Linked DNA regions of Capra hircus: region 1 is linked to region 2. Evidence: chromatin contacts called from public Hi-C data. All regions are on one chromosome and are shown on one strand. Each heading gives the region's core, a stretch centred on a gene start, on an enhancer-like site or on the middle of the called end of the contact. The rest is flanking DNA. Distances are from core to core; before and after follow the strand shown. Region 1 overlaps KIAA0232. Region 2 holds the start of KIAA0232.

Region 1 (7,027 bases), core at 495-2,994, 77 kb before region 2:
GATGACGCGCCATGAACACGCTGCTGGACAAGGGGACAAACGCATCTCAGACGAGACGAGGGGTGACGGGAGAACACAGAGCAGGCAACATCCTGTCTGTCTTTCCTCAGCTCAGCACAGCCTAAGCCATCTGACAGGGAGGGGCAGGAGGAGGGGGCTCGCAGGCTGACTGGGGGGCTTCGGACTGCACGCTGGGACTCGAAGGCATCAAGTGCCAGTCACCTGGTCCCATGGTTCTCAACCCTGCGTTCCCGTGCAGATCACCTGGGGAGCCTTAAGACCAGCCTGGAAGCCCCAGGCCCCGCCTGAGACTTCACACTTGGTCTGGGGCAGGCTCTGGTTTCAGCTGTTTCCGGCAGGGCTCCCCGGTGATCCTGATGCATGGCCAGGGCTGAGGCCCACCTTAACTCAGATCAGCCCCCAGGCACCTTCGCTGTGTGGGAAGGGTGCAGAGGAGGAGACCTGACCTCCTGTGAGTCAGCATCCTGCCAGCCGGCTGGCAGTCACTGCGCGGCGCGAGATGAGACATACCCGATGAGACGGGGACCCGCAGGGCCCATGGCGGCAGGGCCAGCTCGAGGACTGCGCCCTCCCACCACCCCCGGGGTAGGGCCTGTGCACCCTGTTTGGCCTCCCCAGGAAAGGCTGCACTCTCCGCAACCTTCAGTTCTGACAGCCTGGGGCCCTCAACCAGCCTGGGGCCCTCAACCTCCCTGGTGCACATTCATGAGAAACCCCAGGCTCTGTGATGAGACAGGCTGTCAGCTGACTCGGGGAGATTCTACTTAACTGTGCTATAACTAGGGGCTAATTACTGAAAGAGCCCCAGTGCTCTCATCTCTAGAGAAATTTCTATGCAAGTTAAGACAGGTGCGCGGCCTCAAGTGCAAGGCTGGTACACACGGTAAACGTCTTCTCGAGTGCTGCTACCCAAAGCCTGGCTTTGGGCCCACCTGCCTTGGGACAGCTGGTTAAGACGCTCCACTGAGGCAGGAACCCAGCACCCAGCCCAGGCCATCAGCTTTTCTCAGCTCGCCTGCCAAGCTCTACCATCCCGATGCCCCACGGCACTCGGCTGCCCCTTGGATGAGGTGGGAAGGTGACTATGTCCTTGGCTGGAACGCGCCAGGAGGTGGAGTGGGTCCCCCCCAACCCATCGCCGTCCCGTTCTCTTCCTGCTTTAGGGTTCTATGCGGACACAAGGGGTCAGTGGATGCCCCAGGCATCAGGAAAGGGCAATGCTGACTGTTGTCAGGGTTCTTCATGGTATCCATGGCCCTGGTGACCACAGGCCAGGCCAGTTCTGGGCATTTCAGTCTTTACAACTATTCTCTAAGAGCCATCTCTTTCAGCCTCTTTTTACAAATACAGACTGTGGAGCACAGAAAGGCTTGTCGTCACCTGAGGTCTAGCAGCTGGAGAAGGGAAGCAGTGGGTTCCAGCCCTGCTCTGTCTGCTGAACCCTTAACCGTCACCTGCACTGAGTCCCTGCAGGGCCCTCTCTCTAAGACCAAAAGAACACGCACACTTTTCGAACTGAGTGTGTGAGCCCTGCAGGCGGAAGCTCGGGACAGCCCAGGGGAGGCACACAGTCCGCTTGGCCCTCGTGGCCAGGGCCCTGGGCACAGCAAGTGCGCTTCTGCTCCCGCTGGCAGGCGCCCTGTGCATAGCAAGTGTGCTCCTGCTCCCCGCGGCGGGCGCCCCGGTGGGCACCTCTGTCCACAAATGGTCTCGGCTGTCACACGCCACCTGCCCCGGCCCCTGTGTGGACTGCGCCTGCAGCTAGTCCCGGCTTGGGTCCTGATTCCCTGGGGTCCCTGCATTTCCAGCGCCCAGAACAGCGGCTGGCATGAGATGAGTGTGCAAGAAGGCTTTACCAAAGGAGCGTGTGTGTGGACGCACAGCAGGGCAAGGGAGGGGTTCCCTCACTGCCCTCCAGGGTCGTGCTGCTGCCCTCCGGGGTCTCCGTCTCCCGACTCGCTCGGAAAAAGGGACACTCCTCCTCCCCCACAGGGAGGCTGGGGCTGCCTGGTCAGGCCCTGACTCAGAGCTGCACGGGCTTCTTATGAGGCATGAGCGGCGTCAGAAGCTTCAGGAGCGAGGGGAGTCGGCAGGCCTGGCTGCTGAGCAGGTGAGAGGTCACTTGCTCTCCGGGCTGAGCTTCTCCTCAGACTGTGCCCCGCCCGCCCCCACCCCCCACAACCCCGCCAGGCTGGAAGAACTGGGCTTCATGACATCACCACCAGGGGTAGCTGGGAGTGGCAGGTCATCTGAAAGCCTGGCTACCATGCTTTGTCCACTGAACATTCCTGCACGCCACACCGCAATTACAAAGAGCTCTGTGTGCCTCAAGCCGCGTGCAGCACCTACAACGCACGGCACGGAAAACCACAGGCCAAGAGCTGGAGCGGCTGCCTCGCTAGTGACAGGAAACCAGGCCGAGGCCACCAAGACGTCCCCGTGGCCCAGGGAAGCCCACCCGGGGTGCTTAGGGGTCACCCTGTGCAGGCCCTCACCCACCCCCGCTCCGGGCAGGCGCGTCCTGGGTGCGGGGCCCCCTGGCCCTCCTCATCTGCATTCCCCACGGCTGCAGCTGGGACTCGCTCAGCCAGGGCAGCCACTGGACTCAAGTCAGGGTCCAGTCTGCACTCCTATTGTCCCTGTATCTCCCGGGCGCCGCGTGTGGAGGCCGCTGGAGAGCACGCTTGGACCTCAGGGCTACAGCCAGCACTCAGGCCTGGGCTGAACAGCTGGAGCCGTTCAGATGGATGCACCATCTGAGGCAAAACCAGGCTTTCTGTGGGGGCTGTAAAGACTGAAGCACCTTGGAAATAAGGAAGAGTGGCTAAATATTAGCTAATGGCAGAGGAGCCGGCCTTCAGTAGAGGCTGTTAAATAAAAAAGATGCTGGAAATGAAGACTCTGCTGCCCTCATGACCCTGGGGAGGCAGGGGTGGGGAGCCACTTCTGTGCCCACAGGACAAAGAGAAGACGCGGACAACCCCAGGTCCCCCGGTCGGCTGAGGCCAGGCTGCGAGGGCACTGCCCCGCGGGCGGGGAGGGGAGACGGGACGCACAGGCGAACATGCGAATACCAACCGGAGCCCGGCCTCCTCCCAGGGCCCTGAGTGGAAAGACCTCGAGACCAGCGCTGCAGCTGGCGGGGCCTAGGCGACCACGGCAGGCCGCACAGGCTCAGCCCCGAGCTGACTGCTCGGCCGCCTCCTCGGTTCTCTCCTCCCTGAGAATGGCAGGCCACGGCTGTTTATCGCTTCCGAGGAGGCGCCCCCACCGGGAGGTTCATGGATGAGAAGCCCTTTCCCAGTCTGCCCCCACGTCCCTCTCCCTGGTCTGCCCAAGCACCCTCCCACGGCTCGCAGTCACAGAAAGTCACTCAGCAAACTCTGGCCTCCGCCACACAGCCCCCTGGGGCTGCTCTCTGCTCTCCTTCCCCCCAGGGGCCTTTATCTTGTCATACCAGACGGTGACAAGAGGCCAGGAGCCCAGCAGGTGCCCTCCAGTCCTTCCCCACTCCGATTCTCTTGCTAGAATTGCTTTAGGAAAAAAACGCACCCGACCTGACACCCTCCAACGTGAGCTCTTGCAAGCGGCCCTCTCCTTCCTGTTCAAACTCCACCTAACGCGGCAGAACTCATGAGCCTGCTGACCAACTCAGCTCATCCCCTGCTGGTCTCTCCAGCCTCGGCTGGGCCCGGGGGCAACTCTGATTCCCACCCTGACTGGCCACCGACTCTCCCACCTTTGCCCCCCTCCCTGGGGGCTTACGTGTCTCCACGGCCCACCCCGCCCTAGGCTGCTGGTGGGTGTAAGAGTGGTGTCCAGCCCACGCTCACCTCTTGTGTCCCCAGTTGCCCATGACCAATGCCTGTCACACAAAATGCTTCCGGACCGATATTCACAGCGAAAGGAACAGACTTCTCTTTAAGGAGCTAAGAGATCTGAGCGGGTGAAGGGTCCTGCCAGGTCTCCTTACCTTCACACTCCGAGGCGGGGAAAAGAGGCGAGTACAAGGCTTTCTCCCACCAGGTTTGTTTCTCTTGACTCCGGTTCATTCCATGCACATCAGTGTTCAATACAGGGAACTGCTTAGATTAAACCAAATACAGACCAAGTTTATAAACTTTCAAGATAAAAGGGAAAACTCAGACATTATTAGCTAGTGGCTGCTAACCCAGGATTTTTTAATTGGTGACTTTATTTTTTACTATTTTACCGGCGTCCCTGGTGGCTCAGCTGGGAAGGAACCCGCCTGCAACGCAGGAGACCCTGGTTCTGATCCCTGGGTTGGGAAGATCCCCTGGAGAAGGCAAAGGCTGCCCACTCCAGCATTCTGGCCTGGAGAACTCCACGGACTGTATAGTCTCTGAAGTCGCAGAGTCAGACACGACTGAGTGACTTTCACTTTCACTGTTCTACTAGACAAGGTGAACAAAAAAGCCACGTTCACAGCACATAAAGGAAGTTTTTCTTAAAAAAGGCACTGATACTGCAAATGGAATACGAAAAATACAACATTATCACAAGACAAAAACAGCAGGAAATAGCCTTGAGGAGAGCAAGTTTCCAGATCTTGGAATAGCAGAGCTAGTGGGGGTTGGGGGTGTGTGTGTGTGGCCCTGAGCCCCTTCTTCCCACTCAAGTGTGGGGAGGACTCTCTTCTCCTTCACACACTCAGGCAGGAGGGAGTCAAAGAAGCAATACCAACCTAATGGTCTTTACAGCAATGATCTGCTTCAGTGAGAACCAGAAGGAAGCTGAGGCTAAAACCAAATAACCAAACGGACAGTAATTCAGCTTCAAAACAGGAAACGTACATGGACACGAGAGGAAAGTGGGACTCTGGAGCACGGGAGAGACCCCACATCCTCTGCAGGCCCCAGGCCCTGGCACAGCGGAAGCTGCCCATGCCGGGGAGGGGGACCAAGTCCAAGCCCAGGCCCCACCCTTCACTGGCAGAGCTCTTGAGCTCCAGCAGGACCTGCCCACCATCCTGGGAGGGGCCAGCTGCGGCCACCACGGGTGCACCCTGGGATGCTGGGGACAGGGCAACCCCCCCTCCCTGCTCCTTTCCTGCTCAGCCTGACACCGGGCCCTCCAGGGTGAGGCCCGCTTTGGGCATCTCCGCACCTCCCATCGCCCCTCACAGCCTCAACAAGGGCCTGCTGGGTCGATGCGCATGCTCTGTGAACGCTCCACAGGCCTTTGTTTCAGAAGATGTTTCATCACAAGTTTAGACCCTGATCTGTTTCAGCAACCGATGATTTTCAATTCTGATAGGATTTTATTTATTCTGAACAAACAACGTAAATCACTTTATCAAAACCTTTTTGGACTCAGGAATGTGTGTTTATTAAGCTAAAGGGGAAATATATGTCAGCTCCTGATTTTCGTTTAACTTCTCAGAAACACTCTTCAATCAGAAACTGAAGAGGATTTCGTTCTGTCCACCCAGAGCAGCCACTCAACTGCCACCATTCTCTCTTGCAGTGTATTCCAACAATAACGATTAGAAAGCTATTAGACAAGTAGACACCAAGGTGAACTGCACCGATGAGGCCGGGGCTAATGCAAATGAAGCCAGCAACGTGCCAGGGCTGCGGTTAATTCGAGGTGATGATTCCTGCATTGGGCACGCAGCTCACAGGACCGGAAGGCCTCGCTGGAAAGCCTCAGCCTTCTCTGCAGGGCACACCTGTCTGCATGCAGATCCTCAGCGCTAAGGACGGCTCCCTGGACAAACGTGTCTCCATCACCCAAGGCACTACCGAGAGGCGATGGATTCAAAGGTAACCAGCTCCTACCTGTGAAAGAAAAACACCTGGGGCGGCCGTGGAACGATCGAGTGTTTATTCAGGTGGGCGCAGCTGGCCTGCTTCTCCTTTAATCCCTTCCCGGATTCAGGGCGTGGGGTGAAGAGCAGGAAAAGGGACAGGACCCGTCAGGACAGACAGGACAGGTGGGGAAGAGCAGGCTGGGGGCGCCAAGGGGCAGACAGGTGGCTGGGCAGCAAGGACAGGAGGAGATGAGACAGACACAAGCCAACCGGACAGCGAGTGCAAGGGCAGGAGCTGCGTCTCGCTGACAGGCACCCCTCCGGGAGAAGGGCTGGCACAGAGTGGGGACGCCACGGCCGCTGGCCTTGAGAAAAGCTCCCCTCCCGGCCGGAGGCCCTGATGGTCCAGCACACCGCTCCCGCGGCCCTGATGAGACCACCGTTAGTTGCGTCGTTCAGTTTCTGCCATTGTCTTTAAGTTTTTTTTTTTCTGCATCCTTCCTTCGAGTATCAATTCCAATGGCGAGGACTTATTTCTCCTGTTTTGTTTACACTGAATACGTGGTCAGTGAATCTGCATTACGTTATGACATTTTTCCACTTAGCTATTTCCAGCGTTGAAGCCTGCACGCCAAAGATGACCAGGAGGCCTTGCTTGACTAATGTCTGCTTAATGTACTAATTCACCTTCCGCAGTGGCTGAGCATGAAAAGGATGAAGACAGGCTGAAGGAGACGGAGAACAGAATGGGGCACGGCCCTGGGCGCTCCCGGCAGCTCTGTCTCAGCTCCGCTCCCTCCCCTCCAGGCTCACTGGCTACCTGGACCCCTCTGACTCTGGGGTCCACTGGGCACACTCAGCACCCGCATCCTGCCCCGCCCGCATCCGCCCCGCCTTCCCGTGGCCAAGTGCTCTAACGTGCGTGTAGCGTCACGCTGCTTATGGAATGTACCTCCAAGGATGCAGACCTTTCTCTCTCTGGTCCTTTATACCCGGCACCCAGAGCAGTGCCCAGACAGAGTGGCTCTCAACAAATGTGCGATGGATGAAGGACAGTAAAGAGGGAAGACGCGAACACTACCCAGAAAGCCTAATCGAAAACATCTGTAGCAGGAGATGTAATGGTCAGTACTTCTTCAGGAGATCAAAGCTGGGTAAATGCTCGCTGCTTTAAATCTGCACTGAACACCCCTGCATCTGGTGACCAGACTGGAGTCCGGGGCCCCGCCCTGG
Region 2 (6,718 bases), core at 3,017-5,516:
AGCCATTCCAAATAACCATGGAAGTGGCCAGAGGTCTAAGTGTCGAAACACCAGGTGGTGAGAGATGAAGCTGCAAGTTACAGTGATGCAGATGGCACAGGTCTCAATGACTTCCTAACCCTTTAACACGAATTCTCAGCTGGCCAGGTGGTGACGCCTCCGAGGTGAAAATCTTTGTGGGAGTAAGCCTACCAACAGAACTAGGTCATACCCCTCAGGTGTGATGGAGTGGAGGGAGATGTTGAGACCTCTGCTATACACCTGGGGCGGGGGGGAGGGGGGGCGGGCAGGTGTGCTATGGCCTGATTTTACACATTGAATAATTCTGCTAACAGAACACAGGAGGACTCAGGAAAGGGAGGCCGGTCAGCAGGCCTACCTACAGGAACAACCTCCGCAAGGACAGACAAGAGCCAGGGAGGGCAGGGACGGAGGGACTGCTGGGGGGAGGAAACAAACAAAAAGAGGCTGATGGAAAAGACACACAGAGGCAGACTTGGTAAAAATCTCGTCGAGAAAAAGCAGACTCAAGAAAGTTTCCAGCCCGGGGGACGAGGAGGACGGACGTTCTGAGAAGTTATGCAATCCTTCTTACCTTTTATCTGAACGAGGCCACACAGTACACAAAGAGCAGCCACTTTAAGTGACACCGCAAAGCAAAAATAGCACAGACTTCTCACAAAATAAAGAAACAGAAGTTCAAGAGAGATTTAGCTAACTTGCCGACGGTGACCCAGGGGTGAGGGATGAGCTGAGACACAAACCTGAGTCTTCCAAATCCGGACCTGACGGACTCTACACAGGCATCCTCAAAAGCAGTTTACTTTTTATGAGTATAAAAATCTCCAAAAAATAAACCCACCAAAAACGTTTTAAACAAAAAGCTGGTAATCCACTGGGAATGTAACTATATTTCAAAGGTAAGGAATGTTTTAAAACGTGTGTTCCAATCCCCTCTCCCAAGAGACTGACTTCAGTCAGCAGTGCTGACTGCTGACTGTGAATGTGAATGTGAATGTGAACCCTGAAACTTTCCACACACAGGGCAGAGGTGGTTGTTTGTTATTTTTGTATAAAAATACCACTTGGTGTTTTATGAGAGATCAAAAATAATTGAAAAGAAATATGCTCAGTATCTTCAACATCCTAAAACCTCATTCCCAGATTCCCAGTGCTGTGGTTGGTACTGATATTTGTTATTAAAATACTTTATAATAATAATATTCTTCATAAGGTGGATTACAGACTTTGGCTTCATTCAGCAAACATTTAGACATTTTCATGTTGGGGATAAAACAATGACATGGTCACCACAGCCAGAGTTTAACAAGCACAACGCGTGATACAGGCAATAATGAAAGTAAAAATAGAGGACTGTGACTGCAGAAATGAATAATTCACTTTGATAGGGTTTCCAAAGGGCTCCAGAGAGGACCTAAAATCAGATGTGGACTTTTAAAAAAGTGGAGTGGGTGGAAGTGAGACAGGGCATTCCAACTGGAGAAAAAGATTACAAAAGGGATGAAGCAGCTAGGCTGATCCGAGAACTGAGAGCCCTCTCTCGGGGCAGTGTGAGAAGGGAACCAGGACGACAGGTGAGGTTCAGAGCGGCTGGGGCCAGACTGCAGGGGGCCTTAAACGCGATGCTGCCGGCTCTGGATTCCGGTCTCCACACAACAGGCAGGCTTAGCAGCTTTCTGAGCCAGAGACTGACAAGATCCAATCTGTGTTTAGGAAAGATGGCCTGACAGCCGGGCAAAGTGCAGGTAGGAAGGGTCGGGGAGGAGCCTAAGAAAGCTGTAAGCCAGGAGAGGAATGGGAAGCTTTGACACATTAGCACTAGCTAATATTTTAAACAGGACTGAATCTTGACAGAACGACTTCACATCTCCCCTCACCTAATCATTCCAACCATCCTGTGAAACAGGTATCATTACTCTCCCCATTTTACAGATGAGAAAACTGGCTCAGAGGGCCATTAACTGCTCCAAGTCAAATGCTGCTACAACAGGGAGAACCTAGGCTCCGCAACGCTCCACACAAAGCAAAATAAAAACAATCTTACTGCTTTCAAAACTGTTACTGCAAAATAAAGCACAGAGTGATCTTTGACATCTTTAAAAGAGTTGCTAAAATTCCATTTACTTTTCTTAAATGGTTGCAACTTGTGTAGCAAATAAGCTAATTATCCTTAAAATAGTTACAGATTTGCCTTGTGTTAGCCTCACAGGAAAGACCTGTACTTTTCCTGAAAAACAAGGCACCTGTACCTCTACTTCCATCTTCTGCAATGTTAAATATTTAAGAGTAATATTCTCTACTTCCTTCAATGTTTCAGTGGCCAAACTAGATGACACAGGCTTATGTAAAAACTTACATGTGCCCAAACTGAAACAGTAAATATTTTTTGAATTACTAAAAATTAATTATTTAGCAAGTACAGTAACTGAATATAGAACACAATAAGTATTCATTGCAAGAAGCTTACATGTAAGTATAAATGTTAGTCGTTCAATCGGGTCCAACTCTTGGGGACCTCAAGGACTGTAGCCCGCCATGCTCCTCTTGTCCATGGGATTCTCCAAGCAAGAATACTGGAGTGAGTAGCCATTACCTTCTCCAGGGGATCTTCCCAATCCAGGGATCAAACCTGATCTCCTGCATTGCAGGCAGATTCTTTACCACTGAGCCACGAGGGAAACCCCAATAGTGTATACCTACGCACACATATAGGTATGTAAAAACACAATTTCAGGAATCATTTCTGTCACAAAGAAATGTCATCAAGAACCTAAAAACCACTTATGAATGGATCAACCCAAAATAACCGATGGAAGAATATGTGACCTTCAGGCTGCAAAGTGGGAGAACTCCCCATGTCGGATTCAGGTTTATTAACTGGTCAAGGTGCTCTGGCACCTAGCTAGCTCTAGGATTTGACTGTATAGTTAGTTTTACCCAGGACATTACCTATTATCAAAACTGCTTGCACCCAACTAACTCTTCACCGATCTTCTACCACTGTTTTGTTTTTTTTTTTTAACAAGCAAAGACTCAGACACGTAGAGCTCCCTCTTAGGAACCTGGACGGAGTATCAAATATCCAAGTATCCTAGACATCCAGGGGGATTCGCTGGTGGCTCAGTCGGTAAAAAATCGCCCTGCAATGCGGGAGACCCGGGTTCGATCCCTGGGTCGGGAAGATCTCCTGGAGGAGGGCATGTCAACGACACCCCAGCATTCTCGCCTGCAAAATCCCCATGGACAGAGGAGCCTGGAGGGCTACAGTCCACGGGGGGGATCGCAAAGAGTCGGACACACGGCTGAGCACAGCACACGCGCACGGGCTAGACATCCAAGCATCCACTCGCAAGTGATGAGCAGAAACCATATTTAGTTCTGTCCCCCCAACCCGCTAAATCTCCTACAGTTTGGTGTTTTGTTTTTTGTTTTTTTTGCTAGGTTGGCTTTCCTGAGCTTGTCTCTAGAGGACAAAAACTGAAAGGCGGCCAAGTAGAGAAATCGAAAACCCGGGTTCTGCCACGATTTTGGTGGTCTGCCCCTGGAGCCGGGGCAGGCCCGAGTACAAGCGCGCGCCGCCCCGCTCCGTCCCGAGGCTCAGGCATCTATCTCTCCGGTGACCATCCCGCTGCTCGGGGCGCCGGGGTTCCCGGGGCGCAGGCATCTCTCCCCGGCGACCACCCCGCTCCTCGGTGGCGCCGGGGGGTACGCTCGCGCTGGCGGCCAGCGCTGGAGGCCGGCTCCGGCCCTCCGGAGCGCGCGCGCGCGCGGCCGTATAACCTTCGCCGGACCTGGCGCCGCAGGGCCCGCCCCGCACGCGCAGAGAGCCACAGGCCCGCGCGCCCGCCCCCGCCGGCCGCTTCCCTTCCCCGGGGTCGGCGGGGAGCCCCTAAAGGACAATGCAGGACGGGAGGGGGCCAGCGCCGCCGCGAGCGCCCACCCCGGCGGCCCGGCCCGGCCCTCGGGGCCCCGCGCGCCCCGCCTCGCCTCCCCGGAGAGCCGCTCCCAGCGCGGCCCATTGTGCGCACTCATCGTCCGGCCCGCGCGCCGCCGCCGCCCGCGCCCCCCCAGGCGCCGGGGTCCCGCGCCCGGAGCGCACCGCACGCTGGGGGCCTGGCCCCGCCCGCCCCGGCCCAACCCCGGCCCAGCCCCGGCCCAGCCCGCGGTACCTGCCGAGCGAGCGGCCGGGCGGCGCGGCGGCCGCGGCGGGGGCGCCTCCTCGCTCCGCGGGCTCCGAGCGGCTGCCGAGCGCCGGGCGGGCCGGGGCGGGCGCCTGACGTAAAGCAGCGGCGGCGGCGGCGGCGGGCGGCGGCGGCAGCGGCGGCGGCAGCGGCGCCACTCGGCGGAGGGCGGGGGGCGGTGCACCGCGGCCGCTCCGCTCCGTTACCCGGCAACCGGCCTCAGCGCCCCGCCAGCCGGCCGCGCTCCATATCCTTCCGCCCAGGCGCCGGGATTACATCAGCGCCGCCGCCCCGCCCTGGCCCCGCCCCTCCGGCCGACTCCGGGGCGCCTCCGGGGGCGCGCGCGCGCACGCCGGGGAAGCCTGCTCTTGGTGGGAGCGATGCAGCCGCGGGTGGGTGCTGGGGTCGCAGGCGGGGAGGGCGTTGGAGGGCTGCAGGCGGGAGCCCCACCACCACCATCCCCAGTGTACGGGGCGTCGGAGCGGAGATGCACACCCCCTCCCCCGCCCCCGGGTGCAGGGGCGCGTGGGGCTCCTGAACTCCGTCACCGCCCCTCCCCGCCCCCGGGCCGCCGCCGCCCGGGTCCCCGCCTTCGCGGGCACACGCTCCACCTGTCTGTGCACCGCCCGCTCTTCCCCACCTCCTCGCCGCGTCCTGGGATGGCTGCAGTGGGCGGTTTAAAATACCGGTTTAAAAAAAAGAAAAAAATCCAGAAGACAAGCTAAGGAAATGCGACAGGGCTCTTTTTATTAAGGAGGCAAAAATAAATTCTGGAAGATTCGGAAGTGGGAACCAAAAATAGGCACTAACCTTTGAAGCAGAGTCTCTTCACACCCACCTACTTTTCCTAAATGTGATTCCTAGACCTGTCCTGAAAAAAGGCACCAGACAGGAAGGAGCCCGAGAGGTTACCTGCTTAACTTCGGAGGGAGGGTGACCTGCCTAGACGTTATGGTGCCATGTTGGATTTGTTGAGCGCCTACTGGGTGCCGGGCTCTGAGCTTTGTTGTTCAGAACTTGCAAAGGCAGTTTCCCGAAGCAGTTCCTGGTGGGGGAGAAGCTGACCTGCGGGCTGAGATGGGGAAAACTGGACACTATGAGCTGCAGGTGCTGGAGAAACGACCATGAGCTATTGATACCTGCACAGTCTCTGCCCAGTCCTTCTCTGTACACCTGTGTGTGCTCTTGAGAAGAATGCTGGATCAAGGCATGATCATCCCTCCACCTGAGGCTCTGAGAAAGTAAAGGATTCCACCTCAACCTCTGGCTTCCCTGATAGCTCAGTTGGTAAAGAGTCTGCCTGCAATGCAGGAGACCCTGGTTGCGTTTCCTGGATTGGGAAGATCCGCTGAAGAAGGGATGGGTTACCCACTCCAGGTTCTTGGGCTTTCTTGGTGGCTCAGCTGGTAACCAATCCACCAGCAATGTGGGAGAGCTGGGTTCGATCCCTGGGTTGGGAAGGATCCTCTGGAGAAGGGAAAGGCTACCCACTCCAGTATTCTGGCCTGGAGAGTTCCATGGACTGTATAATCCATGGGGTCGCAAAGAGTCAGACACGGCTGAGCAACTCTCACTTTTACTGTTCCTGACTAGGTGAGGTTTTCTGGCTCCCCTGAACTGCACTCTCTTACAGGATTTGAACCCAGGCATCTGGCTCTAAGGTCTGGGGTCTGTCTGCTCCTTTACACAGCTCCCTCCCTTCATCAGCTTGCTCCCCCTTTTATTTCAGTTGAGTGTGTCAACGTGAATCACAGTGCATTCAGCCAGTATCTTCTGAGCACCTATTCTGGGTCTGGCTGGAGGCCAACCCTGGGTGGCTCTGCCCTCTTGGAAATCAAACTCTGGAAAGAGGGAGAGGATGAAAGGGTGTGGGAAATCCAGGATGACTTGGGTGCAAAGAAGGGGCAAATAATGGAGTCTAGTTTTTAGGTGTCCTCAGACCTGGGATTTCACAGACCTCTGAAATTCCCTACCAATATAAGGGATTGGCAAAGAGTGGTCAGCTTTTAATTTTTGCCACACTGTTAACTTTGTTGTCATCTATACTGATTATCATCGACTCAGTGGACATGAATCTGAGCATACTCCGGGAGATAGTGGAGGACAGGGGAGCCTGGCATGCTGCAGTCCATGGGGTCGCAGAATTGGACATGACTCAGCAACTGAACAACGACATGCTCAGTATCTAGTGAAAAGGACTTGTTAACAGTAAATAATAAAAATACAGTCGGCCCTCTGTATCCGTGGGTCTGCCTCTACAGATTTAACCAACCATGGGTCAAAAATATTGAGGGGGGGGAATTCCAAAAAGTTTCATAAAGCAAGATTTTAATTTGCCACAACAATTTACATATCATTTACATTGTAATAACTATTTACATTGCATTAAGGATTATAGGTAATCTAGAGATGGTTTAAAGTATGGAGGAGGGGAATATGCACGGGTTATATGCAAATACTGTGCCATTTTGTATAAGGAACTTGAGTATCCTCCAGTTTGGGTATCAAAAGGGCCC

Evidence for each region. Hi-C and Micro-C count contacts between places; a contact is called where the count stands out from the background.
Region 1: a Hi-C map of blood shows a contact between it and region 2, with 2.0 times the contacts expected there. The contact joins the enhancer-like site here to the promoter of KIAA0232 in region 2. A contact is called at or near these places in 2 of 5 Hi-C or Micro-C datasets (both in blood).

What each region holds. Positions count from the first base shown.
Region 1 is chr6:113,532,543-113,539,569 of ARS1.2, reverse strand. It overlaps KIAA0232, which reads right to left. Exons shown (of 8, transcript XM_018049764.1): 7 at 3,995-4,103. Among named protein-coding and RNA genes, the nearest start is that of TBC1D14, 28 kb to the left of the region's middle. Within about 2 kb of position 1,744, at least 2 of the 5 cell types and tissues checked have an H3K27ac peak or open chromatin away from gene starts, as enhancers often do.
Region 2 is chr6:113,458,488-113,465,205 of ARS1.2, reverse strand. It overlaps KIAA0232, which reads right to left and starts at 4,266. Exons shown (of 8, transcript XM_018049764.1): 1 at 4,191-4,266.